3 separate regions of the Mus musculus genome follow, and all the other regions are linked to region 1. A link is a contact called in public promoter capture Hi-C data. All regions are on one chromosome and are shown on one strand. Each heading gives the region's core, a stretch centred on a gene start, on an enhancer-like site or on the middle of the called end of the contact. The rest is flanking DNA. Distances are from core to core; before and after follow the strand shown.

Region 1 (3,617 bases), core at 628-3,127:
GTACCTCAGGGGTGGGGGCAGGGGGATGCCTCAGCATGGACCCACTGAGTCACCAGACTGCATTTTACAAAACATTACACCTCATTAAGTTTCTGTCAACTCCCAGGCACCAGCAAAGGTCCAAATGTTTAGAACATGGCCTTTAGGGGGCAGTTAAAATCCAAACTATAAGAGAAAATAGTGGAGCGTGACCCCGAAACTCTTCTCTGGATGTTTCCATTGTCCTTTGGTTTCTCCGTTTTCATTTGCCTCAAACACGTTGCTAACACTACACCTGAGTTTCTCCTCCCTCCTCCCTGTGCTTATGGCCTGACAGCTAGCCTACTGGTGTGCTTGACTTTATATGTACAACATGCACCTGACATCAGACAGTGACTAGCACATAGTAGGTACTCTATAAATATTTTCAAAAAAAAAAATCTGTGCTGGTTAGTTCTGACAGACAGACAGTCACCTTGACACACACCTAGAGTCACCTGAGAGGAGAAAACCTCAACTGAAGAACTATCTCTATCTATGGAGAATCTCTTGATAGTTGACTGATGTGGAAGGGCTCAGCCTACTGTGGGTAGGACTATTCTTTGAGCTTGTGGTTCTCTGCTGCATGAAAAAAGCTGATATATATATATATATGTATATATATATACATATATATATACACACACACATATGTATATATGGATATATATGTATGTATATATGTGTATGTGTATACATATGTAAATGTAAAAGCATGCAGACTAGATAGGCCATATGTGTGTGTATGTGTATATGTGTATATGCATATAAAATATATATATAGCACACACATATGCTTATATGTAGGTAACAACAATTAATGGAAAAAGAGAAGCCATGAGTTTGAAAGAGAGCTAGGAAAGGTATATGGGAAGTGTTGGAGGGAAGAAAGGGAGAAATAATATAATTATAACCTCAAAAAATGGCAGAGAAAAAAGTTTTATCCTTAAAAAAACATGTGTAGGAGCAAACCAGAGAGCAAGCCAAGACACAGCCTTACACTGTGGCTTCTACTTCAGTTCCTGCTTGACTGCACTGATTTCCCTTAATGGTGCGCCGAGACCCAGAAGTGCAAGCTGAATAAATCCCTTTTCTCACCTAATTGCTTTGTGTCATTATGTCTATCCCAGCAACAGAAACCCAGGTAGAACAATTGTTGAACAGAAACATCTCCAGAAGATTGCTTTCAGTTCTGGCCCTGCGGCTTGTGATTTCAGACTAAATAACCCGTTTTCCTAAGTACTTTAAAATGCAACTTGTTAAACCCTCTGCAGTCTTTGCGTGGCTCTGTTTGATGAAGCCTCTAGTGCATGAAGGGCTCACGCGTAGTCATTGCTGAGGGGTCTCACGAGGGCTAGGCACATGCATCTCGTGTCCTAAAACAGTCGAGAGAGAATGAGACAGACGTGAAAATACACACACAAAAGGACTGGTCAAAATTCACAATTACTGGCAAGACATTAACAGTAAGGTATGAGATGTGGAGCCTTTAGCTAGAGCTTGATAGCAATCCTGGGTGCCAGGGTGGGGCAGAACAGAGAGTCTTTGAAATAGTATACCCACCAGGCAGGAAGAGAGTGAGGCACAAAGCTGCTTCAGCTTCCCAGGGAAACCCAGGTGGCTGTAGGTAAGAGTTCAAAACAACTGCCACTGATCTGGAGCTGAATTACCGTATATAGTGAGCAGCGATTCATAGGTCAGCATCCTGGGCTTCATCTCGAGCATTAACACATTCACCTTCCGTGCCATACAGTACTTTATTGCTTCCTGGGGTTAAATGAAAAAAAAAAAAAAAACTATCTCCCAGAGTCTCAGGTATTTGGACAGTTGGTGGCGCTGTCGGTGGCTCTTCATGTGGTGAAGCCTTGCCTTGCTGGAGGAAGTAAGTCATGGGGAGATAAATGGCTTTGGGAGTAAAAGACCTTCTTCGGTTTTCAGTCAGGACTTTGTGCTCCCAGCTCTGCACCTGAGCTCTCAGCTTCCTGAGAACACAGCACTGCCAACCTGTCATTTGCTGCTGTGTTCTCTGCCACAATGGACTCTTACCCTTGAGGAAACTGAACTGTGAGTGTAAACAGACTCTTTTTGTAGGTCAAGGAGGAAGCCCTGAGTGTATGTGTATTATGACATGGGCACGACTGTGTCTAGAACGGCCAAGGCCTTAGACCCACAAAACAATTGGCAAAACCGCCATGTGGTTGGGGCTTAAGAGAAATGCAAAGCTTTGCTTGGGAGTCTGAGTCTTTCTGGAGGCTTGATTAACTTGTGCAAAGACTAGCACCTCTGACTTCCTTCTCGAAAGTGTTTACAGCCTAGGACTGGTCTCCCTACAGAGACTAGCTACAGAACACCCAGCCCCACTGTACTTGTTATGTTAGAATGGCAGTTTGTCCAGACAGATCACACTAGGCCAGCACAGTTCCACAGGACTCTAGAGGTTTATTGTGTGTGTGTGTGCGGGGGTGGGGGGTGGAGGATGGTGGCAAAGGGGGACAACGATGATGAAGAAGGAAAGAGAGTGAAGGTTAGGAGGGGCCTGCCTTTTATTTGGGCTGTGATGTAACCACGCACAGGTAAATGTGGGCAGGTGGGCCAGGTGGATGCTGGGCATGTATGGTGATTGCCATGGCAACAGATGTACTGGTCCCTGTCGCCTATGTTGCTGGATTCAGAGGTGACCTTCTACTGTAAATCCAGTTTCTGATGCCAAAATACCTCCCTTCGCTTATCATAAAGAGAAGAAAAAAAGAGAGGAGGGAGAAGCCTATGGTAAAAGGGGAATAGGGGCAACAGATCTCTTAAATTCCTTCCCGCTGTCTAGGGGTGTCGACAATTTTGGGTTATAGTTGACTTTCATCATTGGGGTCCACTTGGTAGATGTTAGCATCAGGCTCCTCTGTGGACAGGAGCTGGTAATCCTGTAACAGGAACTGATTAATACTTTGGTTAGACATTTTTTGTTTTTGTCATTGAAGGAATGTAGAAACAAGATTAATGAGGCAGGGAGCAAATAATAACACCAGGAGGTTGACTAGGAAAGGCGTTATGAAAGGGACTATCTACTTCCATATAGGGTTTTCAAAAATCCCAGAACTAGAGGTCTCACGTATGTCTGATTGCAGCTCCTGAATTTTATTTCTCACTATCCCAGTTGGTTAACGTAGAAACAGCATTCTTCTTGAAGAAATAGGCAAAGACCACCTTCTTTGGCTGTCAAAACATCTAGCCCCACTGCTGCAAAAGTGTTGATCTGTTTCTGCCTGGTAATCATGGTTTCAGACAGTTTTTGAAAACTTGTGCTAAGCTTGGAAGTAAACTTATCATATTGGGTCATAGAAGTCGTTATCCCTGCAACTCCAGTTCCAGCACCTATGGCTATTCCCGTAGCAACCAAGAGTGGCACGACCTGAACTGCCGTCTTATGTTGGGCAGCTATCATATCCACAACTGGAATTGGCAGGGGCTCAGTTCCCTGGATTACTCCCAGTTCAGGGAAAAGGAGTACCAACGTGCAGAGTCCTGACCAGCTGGTGGGTAGGCAGTGATATACCTGAGTGCCACAGAGAATTGACTGTGTTTTAGACAGCAGGGCATTGTGG
Region 2 (3,617 bases), core at 325-2,824, 710 kb before region 1:
ACTTTCATGTGGGTATTATAAAACTGAAGGACATGTTATGTCTGTTTTTCTAAATTGATATCCCTCTTAGATTGAGGAATTTGTTAAAAATAGGTTCTCATGAACGAGGAGAAGGGAGATAGAGGCAGAGCTGGAGTCATGTTAGTCTTTTAGACATGCATAAAACAGTTTTATCTTTTGAACAGCTGAAGCACTGACTCTACTTATGACTAATATGGCATAAATCTAATGCTAATCATTTTAACTAATTATTTGATCCGCCATCTTTAAGTCCTTGATTGCTATTATAGACAATCTAAGTTTTTTCACAAAGCTATCCAAAGTTTGTTCTTTCTTAGACATTCATAGGTAAGTGGAGACATTTAATAACATTACATTAAACATTGATATTTTTCCTCTGCCAACTGTTTAAATTTTTTTCTTAAAGTTTGGTAATGAATGAGAGCAGATAGAGTGATACTTAAGCTCTTATTCAGGGAAATTTATGAATTACCAAAGTCTGGAGAAGAAATATGTAAGATATTTATTAAGTAAGTTTCTGCTTCCAAGTGCATGCTGTAGTCAGTGGAGGCTGAGGGTGGTAACTGGTGCCTCTGAATTTTTCACTCTGCTATTTTCTTTTTTATATCCTGTGTGTACATGTATGTACATATTTATGTGGGGGGGTATATGTGTGTGTGTGTGTGTGTAGCTCTTACTCAATTGTTTTTATTTTTGTCATTACTGTTAAGCATTTTTACAATTTGTTGATATGTATTGTATCTTATATAGAATAGCATTTAGAGAATAGCTTCAAAAGTGTTTAACTCTTTCCTATCATATCCATGTCCTAGTTTCATAGTGTGCGTGGGCACGGGCACACACACAACCACATTCACACACATGCACACACAACCACATTCACACACACGCACACACAACCACATTCACACACACACACAACCACATTCACACACACACACAGAACCACATACACACACACACACACAAATCTAGTTTTTTTTTTAATATGAGAGAAAACATGCATCATTTGTTTTTCTAAATCACTTATTTTGTATCAGTTGAATATCTATAAAATTTTAAGGAAATTGTGTCTCTAATAATCTTAGGCTTGTTAATGTTATGAATCTAGAGAAAGCTTCCCCACTGAAGTAAGAAAAAGTTAGAAGACCCCCCCTTCTGCAGCCTCTTTGCACTCACAGACTAAGTCGTGCACCTGCTGGGGGCCTTTGAGCCTGCAACACTGAGTTATTTGGGAGACAGTTTTGCTGGAGAGTTAATACAGGAAGGTTAGGAAAACCAGAGTAAGTGAATCTGGACTAGATATGAGTTTTGGCATGGTCATGGCTTTGTTGAGGACTCACAACCCTTGGGACAATTGGCAATGCCATTACCCATGTGGCCCATGCTCAAGAGAAATGGCAAAGTTTTTGTTGGAAGTCTGAGTGTGAGTTTGCACAACTGATCACTGTGTACAAAGACTAGTAACTCCAGCTTCCTCCTCTGTTTGTTTCTGGCCTGAGACTGCCGTCCCACAGAGCTACCTTCTGAGAGTAGCTAACCCCTCTCCTTGTGTGTGGGGCACTGGGCTATGCACAGACAGGCTGGTCGCCAGTAGAGCTGAGATGCTGAACCCTGGGATCTGGTGGTCATAATTCACCTACAGGGGACAGAAGGAGTTCTTTCATGCTCCTGGAACTGTGGCTCCTAACTAAGTTACCGTTCCCCACAGACCCCTCAAGAGAAGCATGACTAGAAGTCACTTAGGCAATGTCCCAAGCTTCTGACCTTCAGGATAGACTCCTCCCCAGTTACCTAGCAACAGAAAAGATAGCAGCTCACTTTAAAAGGGGCTGTTTGGCCCCTCCTTGCTCTCTCACTTCTCTCTCTCCCATAACCCGGGGGCTACAGGGTGTGGCCCCGGGGCCCCCAGGTTGAGTTGCCCCTTGCTGCCCCCCACTCCGGTCAAGTGGGTCAGAGGCTTGGATGCCCACCTGGGGCTGAGTGGAAAGCATCTGCCAGCCCTTCCTTGTCTGCCTGTCCAGAGCATAGGTGGAGCCCTGGCAGGATGTGGGTCCTCCCTTCCCCCTCTTTTCCTAGGCCCCTTTTTAGTTCTCACACTTGTGTTGTATGTAATAAAGAGGTTGAGGTTCCAGGCTGTGTGGTGCTGGTTAGAGAACCCTACCTGATCCCATCTTCACTGAACATGTAATCTGTCGTTTTTCTCATTTCTTTACTACTCTTAGTCCCAGATCCAGGATCCAATTCACACAGGACACAAGACACTACACATTATCTTTATCTACAATGATTATATATACATAATACTACATTATATAATAATTCATTATCAACATGATATGTTTTAATAATTTTATATTAAATATATGTGATATAGTATTAACATAATATTCATACTATATTATACTCTACTATTATATATATAATCTGTGCACATGGAGGGTATTGTTACCTAGTCAGTTTTCAGTTTCGCTCGACAACTTTCCCTGTCACCACTGTCATTATAGTCGTGCAATAATAATATGAATAATCCATATTGTTCTTTATTGTGATAAAAACTTATAGCAGGTACATTGTCTTCAAGCACTAATACCTGCTATGGATTTATAATCTTCTAAGTTGAATAATAATGTGCACACTTTCACATCTCACTAATGAAGAGACATGACTGACTTCTAAGTAACCACTTGTTTACCACATATAGCTATGTATGTACCACAGTGCACACATTTTTCTCTGAAAGTTCTAGTTTCCTGTATTTCAAATCTTACTCAATTTGTTCTTTAAGGAAACTGTGTAGCCACCATTTGTTTGTTTTTCTTTACCTTGTTTGTATCAATCTCTATATATTTGACTTAAGGGCAGTCATTCCATTCTTCTGCCTGACTTTACTGCTGTGTCTCTTATGCCTCTGTGGAATAATTTAGTTCCCCCTCCCTGCCCTAGACTAGCTGCTGCTGCTTTTGTCAGACGGCTGCAGACTACCTGCTAACTCGCCTACATGGGAAACATGGGACTTTCTGACAAATTCCAGAAGACTTGTGCCTGGCTTGCTTCACTTTGGCTTCTCTTGCTACCCCTGAACGTGCTTCTGATATCCCTTTCTGTTTTGCTTGTTTTCTGCTACTGCACTTTTAAAATAGGGAAATAGAGCATAAATAACTTCAATTTGTAAACTAATATCAGAGGAAATTTTGTATAAATTAAAAATCTAGGAATAGATCCAGTTATATAATCATCTGGTGACTACTCTTAGGTTTTTGTTTTTGTTTTCCTCAAGAGCCAGTGGAAATGTTAAGTGAAGCCTGGCCCCTCTCGTTATTTACCTGTGGTCATTACACTGAACCTTGGGTCTTCTCAGTTTCCCCTCTACCTGCAGTGTCTTCTGACTCCGTGAGTGCACATAAAATCTGTGAAGCATGCAATTCAAACCAGAGTGTAGAGGAACAGGGTAGCAATAACATTCATGGCATCTCAGGAATGTTCAAGTTTCATTAAATTTAAACTGTATGTGTTTGCCACCCCAAACATATTTTGAAAACTTATCTCCACCCTAGAGCTCTCAGTGACTGAGAAGAGGCTGCTCTTCCCCTCAC
Region 3 (3,617 bases), core at 534-3,033, 520 kb after region 1:
AGGGGGCTAAAAAGCTCCAGTCTCTGTTTTTTAACCCCCCCACACACACACACACACAAATACAAATAACCTTGCTTTTCATGGTACTTAGGATCATAATTTGTTGGCCCTTGCAGGCAGGGACTTGGTCATTAACTGCCTTTTCCGTATCAAGGACCATGTACTGTACTGTCATAACCTCATATGGTCATATAGCTAATGTGATGTAATAAGACAAGTGGCCTTCAGCCTTGTGCTAAGATTTGCTCAGCCATACCTTTCATGAGGTAACTCTTTACACCTTTAAAAAGATGTTCTGATGGAGTAATCATCAACACTGAGTAGAGTGCCTTTTGTACATGGAGCCTCCTGCCATCCTTCACTGTGCTCAATCAGCCCAGGCTCTGTGCTGATCCCAGACCCTCTTAGAGCATCATCTGGTGATGCTCACACGGATGCTAGTCAACCAAAGAAAGAGGACACAATTTCAGGTCAGAGTGGACAAGTTCATAGCCTCCTTGGGGAAACTGGCAGTATCTAGGGAATCCATGGCAACTTCACAGGAGTTTATTAGTAAATAATGATACATAAAGTAGCTGATTCCACACAACCCCATCCCTTCAGCACACCGGAAAGAATTGCATTTTGTACTCACCCTATGCAAAACTGTGGGAACCTAAGCTAACCTTGCTCACCTTAATTTTACAAAAACAATCCTATGCAATCCCCTCAAAATAATGTTCTCTTGTGCCTTACCATTTCTCAAACCGTAAGCATACATTGAATAAATAAGAAAGACACAGAACTCAATAAACCAAAGAACCAGGAAATAGTTGTTGGGTCTTACCTGATTGAAAAATTAGGACAAGATCAAATCTTTTATTAGCTCCACGGTGCTTCCCTGTGGCAGAACTAGGAGAATGGAAGGTCATGGGGGCAGGGTGGAGCTGCAGAACTTCCACAGACTTCATAAAAAGTTAGTATTTCCTATTAGAGATGATAGTTCCCTTCCTACCTACAACGAATAATCTAGCTAACCTTCGTCCTTTTGGATGTGAGAAAAATATCTGCCTGACTTCCGATTCCGGGATTTTACTATTTCAAATGGAAACTCAAGCAAGATGCAGAAAAGCACTTTGAGCGCAGCTCATCACCCGACTCTTGTGGGCCTAGTGGGGGATGGTCCGGGTCCGCAGCAGTCTCCTGGGAACTCTGACAGCGATGAAATGGTCTCCTGAGAGCCCAGGCAGATGAGAGGACTTAACGGGCCCCAAGACACACAGTTGGCATTTGTGATCAGCTGGCTTTCGCTGGGGACTTTGCCAGTGGCCTAACCTTCCTGCCAAGAAACTGTGAGGGCGGAGGGCAGGGGCTCCAGGAGGGGAGCAGTAACTGGAAGCACAAAGTTTATGGAAGGAGACTGAGATTTCTTTGTGCCCTGCTAGATGGGCGAGGCATTAGGGAGGAGAGTTAGAGGGTCCATTGGAAGAGGCTGTTGGAAGAAGTTGCTGGAAGGGGAGCGGGGGAAGGGTGGCCTGGCAGCTGCCCAGCATTGACGCGGTGACAAATGCAGAAGGTGGCCCCCTCCAAACCTCACGTCTCCCCCCACCCCATCAACCCCTTCAACTCCCACCCACGCCGCGATCCCCTTGCACTCCACGCGACCGAGGCCGGGCTGTGAGTTTGCATCCGGACTGGCTTTGGATGCAGCCAATCCTCCTTTCGCTGATGGCATAGTCTCCCCTCCCCACAGCCCGGGCGCGCCCCTCCCTCGCGCGCCTCGCCACCTCCCGCAGCAGTGCGAGCGCGGCGCGGCCCGGAGCGGCAGCGGCGGCGCCTGAGTCTCTGCCCGGCAGCCGGGGACACGGAGAGCGAGCGCGCGCCTCCTCCCGCACCCTCCGCCCCTCGCAGCCCGGGTCCCCCTGCGCTCTCTCCTCCCCTCCCTCCTTCTCTTCCTTCTCTTACCCCTCCACCCCCTTCTTCCCCTTTTCTCTCTGCCTGGCCGATCGCTCCTAGATTCCCATCCTCCCCCCCACAGCCCCATCGCTCTATCCGTCGCCCCCTCCCCTCTTCCCTGTCACACTCTCTCTGCCCCTTGCTCGGCCTCTCATTTGCTTGCTCATCTCCAAACGTGGATCCGCCGCTCCCGGAGGAGCCTAGCTCCGGGATCCCGAGCGCACGGAGCACCTGGAGTCCGACCGGCGGCGGCCCGAGCCTGCCCAGAGGCAGAGGCGGCGACAACCCAGGGAACCGTAGCGGGAACCGCAGACACCGCAGGAACCCCAGCGGCAGCGGCCGCGGCCGAAATGTCCCGGCGAAAGCAGAGTAAACCCCGGCAGATCAAACGTAAGTTTGCGCGCGGGACTGGGAGTTGGTGGGATCGGTTCCTGGGAGAGGGGCGCACGCGGAGGGAAAGATGGGAGACACTCGGGGAGATCCGCTCCTAGTCCTCGAGATTTGTCAAACTTTGCAAGCTATCAGGGAAAACCAGACGGCCGCAGACAGATGCACAGCCAGTTGGAGCGCCGGGCAGCCGCAGCCCAGTGTTTCTCCAACCTTCGCGCTCCCGGGTTCTCGGTTATTTCAACTCTGGTTTGCTGCAATCGTCGCCCTTTTTATGCTGAAATCTAACAGGACAATCCGCTCCCGCAGAGCTTAGTATGATTGTTGTCCTTGTTGTTGTCCTGGCGGTTGGCCTACCACTCTTGGGAGCATGTCTTGGTAACCCGGGATGAAGTTCTCAGAGCTGGTGGAGGCCACCGGGCTAGGGAGGTAACTTCCCCAGTGCGGTGGAAAATCAGTGTCTGGGGACCCAGTCCTGGGCGGTACCAAACGCTTTGCCAAACCCGAAGTGAAACAAAAAGTAGGTGTAAAAGTTCGCGCCTCTGTTGGAGACAGCCGCGCACCCCCTCCCTGCCTGCCGCGCACCCCCTCCCTGCCTGCCGCGGTATTGGGCTGCACCCGGGGACTTCGGGTGGGTCCCACTCACGGCGCCTGGACACTGTGTAGGGCGGGCTTCAGTTTGCCACTGGTCAAGGAGCGGAGTCCCCACTGGGAGGGGCCTCCTTTGCTTCTGGGCTCACAGGATTTGAGTTCAAGGTAGCCCATACTCTGGTGCTGTTCCTAGTTCCTGACCCCTACCCCTGGGTCCCTGGGTGCGGGTCCCTGCGGTGCCAGAGACACCTGCCTGCCAGAAATCCACAATCTCACTAAATTCTTCTAGGCCAACTTTTTTCACCTTAGGAAAATTATTCCTGTGTGTTCGATAGGCCTGCAATATATCTTCAATCCTTTAATCTAAAAAAAGTTAAAGGCCTTATTAATTTGAAGAAGATGATGATGATGATAATAATAACAATAATATTTTATGAGTTCTGTGATGTATTTCTGATTTTCCGTGTTGTTGAGGATCTGGCTACTCGTTTAAAACTAATTATCATGTAATTTTAGTATATTGCTTTAGTATTACCCTTACCTCATAGGTACCCTACATGCAAGTCAGAATTTCTTTTTGGTGTAGTTTAAAAATAAATCTTATCATACAACTTGTCCTTGAGATTGGGGGCAGGCTATACATAGCTTGCTACAGTTGATTATTCAATATGCATAATATAGTACACTCACACTCCCTGCCTCTC

The links. Promoter capture Hi-C pulls out the DNA fragments that hold promoters and counts their contacts.
Region 2: a contact with region 1 is called in a promoter capture Hi-C map of embryonic stem cells, with 3 times the contacts expected there. The contact joins the enhancer-like site here to the promoter of 9330182O14Rik in region 1. A contact is called at or near these places in 1 of 39 promoter capture datasets (embryonic stem cells), 1 of 484 Hi-C or Micro-C datasets (bone marrow-derived macrophages) and 3 of 9 other capture datasets (adipose tissue, embryonic stem cells and macrophages).
Region 3: a promoter capture Hi-C map of embryonic stem cells shows a contact between it and region 1. The contact joins the promoter of Zfpm2 here to the promoter of 9330182O14Rik in region 1. A contact is called at or near these places in 3 of 39 promoter capture datasets (the C10 cell line, embryonic stem cells and trophoblast stem cells) and 4 of 115 datasets of contacts at active chromatin or transcription factors (embryonic forebrain, embryonic hindbrain, forebrain and 1 more).

What each region holds. Positions count from the first base shown.
Region 1 is chr15:40,132,488-40,136,104 of GRCm38.p6, forward strand. It overlaps 9330182O14Rik (RIKEN cDNA 9330182O14 gene), which reads left to right and starts at 1,878. Exons shown (of 4, transcript NM_001256056.1): 1 at 1,878-2,082.
Region 2 is chr15:39,421,352-39,424,968 of GRCm38.p6, forward strand. The region is part of intron 5 of Rims2 (regulating synaptic membrane exocytosis 2); the gene reads left to right. Among named protein-coding and RNA genes, the nearest start is that of Rims2, 220 kb to the left of the region's middle. Within about 2 kb of position 1,575, at least 3 of the 459 cell types and tissues checked have an H3K27ac peak or open chromatin away from gene starts, as enhancers often do. A contact at or near this core is called in embryonic stem cells, where this site is marked.
Region 3 is chr15:40,653,259-40,656,875 of GRCm38.p6, forward strand. It overlaps Zfpm2 (zinc finger protein, multitype 2), which reads left to right and starts at 1,784. Exons shown (of 8, transcript NM_011766.5): 1 at 1,784-2,325. The coding sequence starts at 2,286.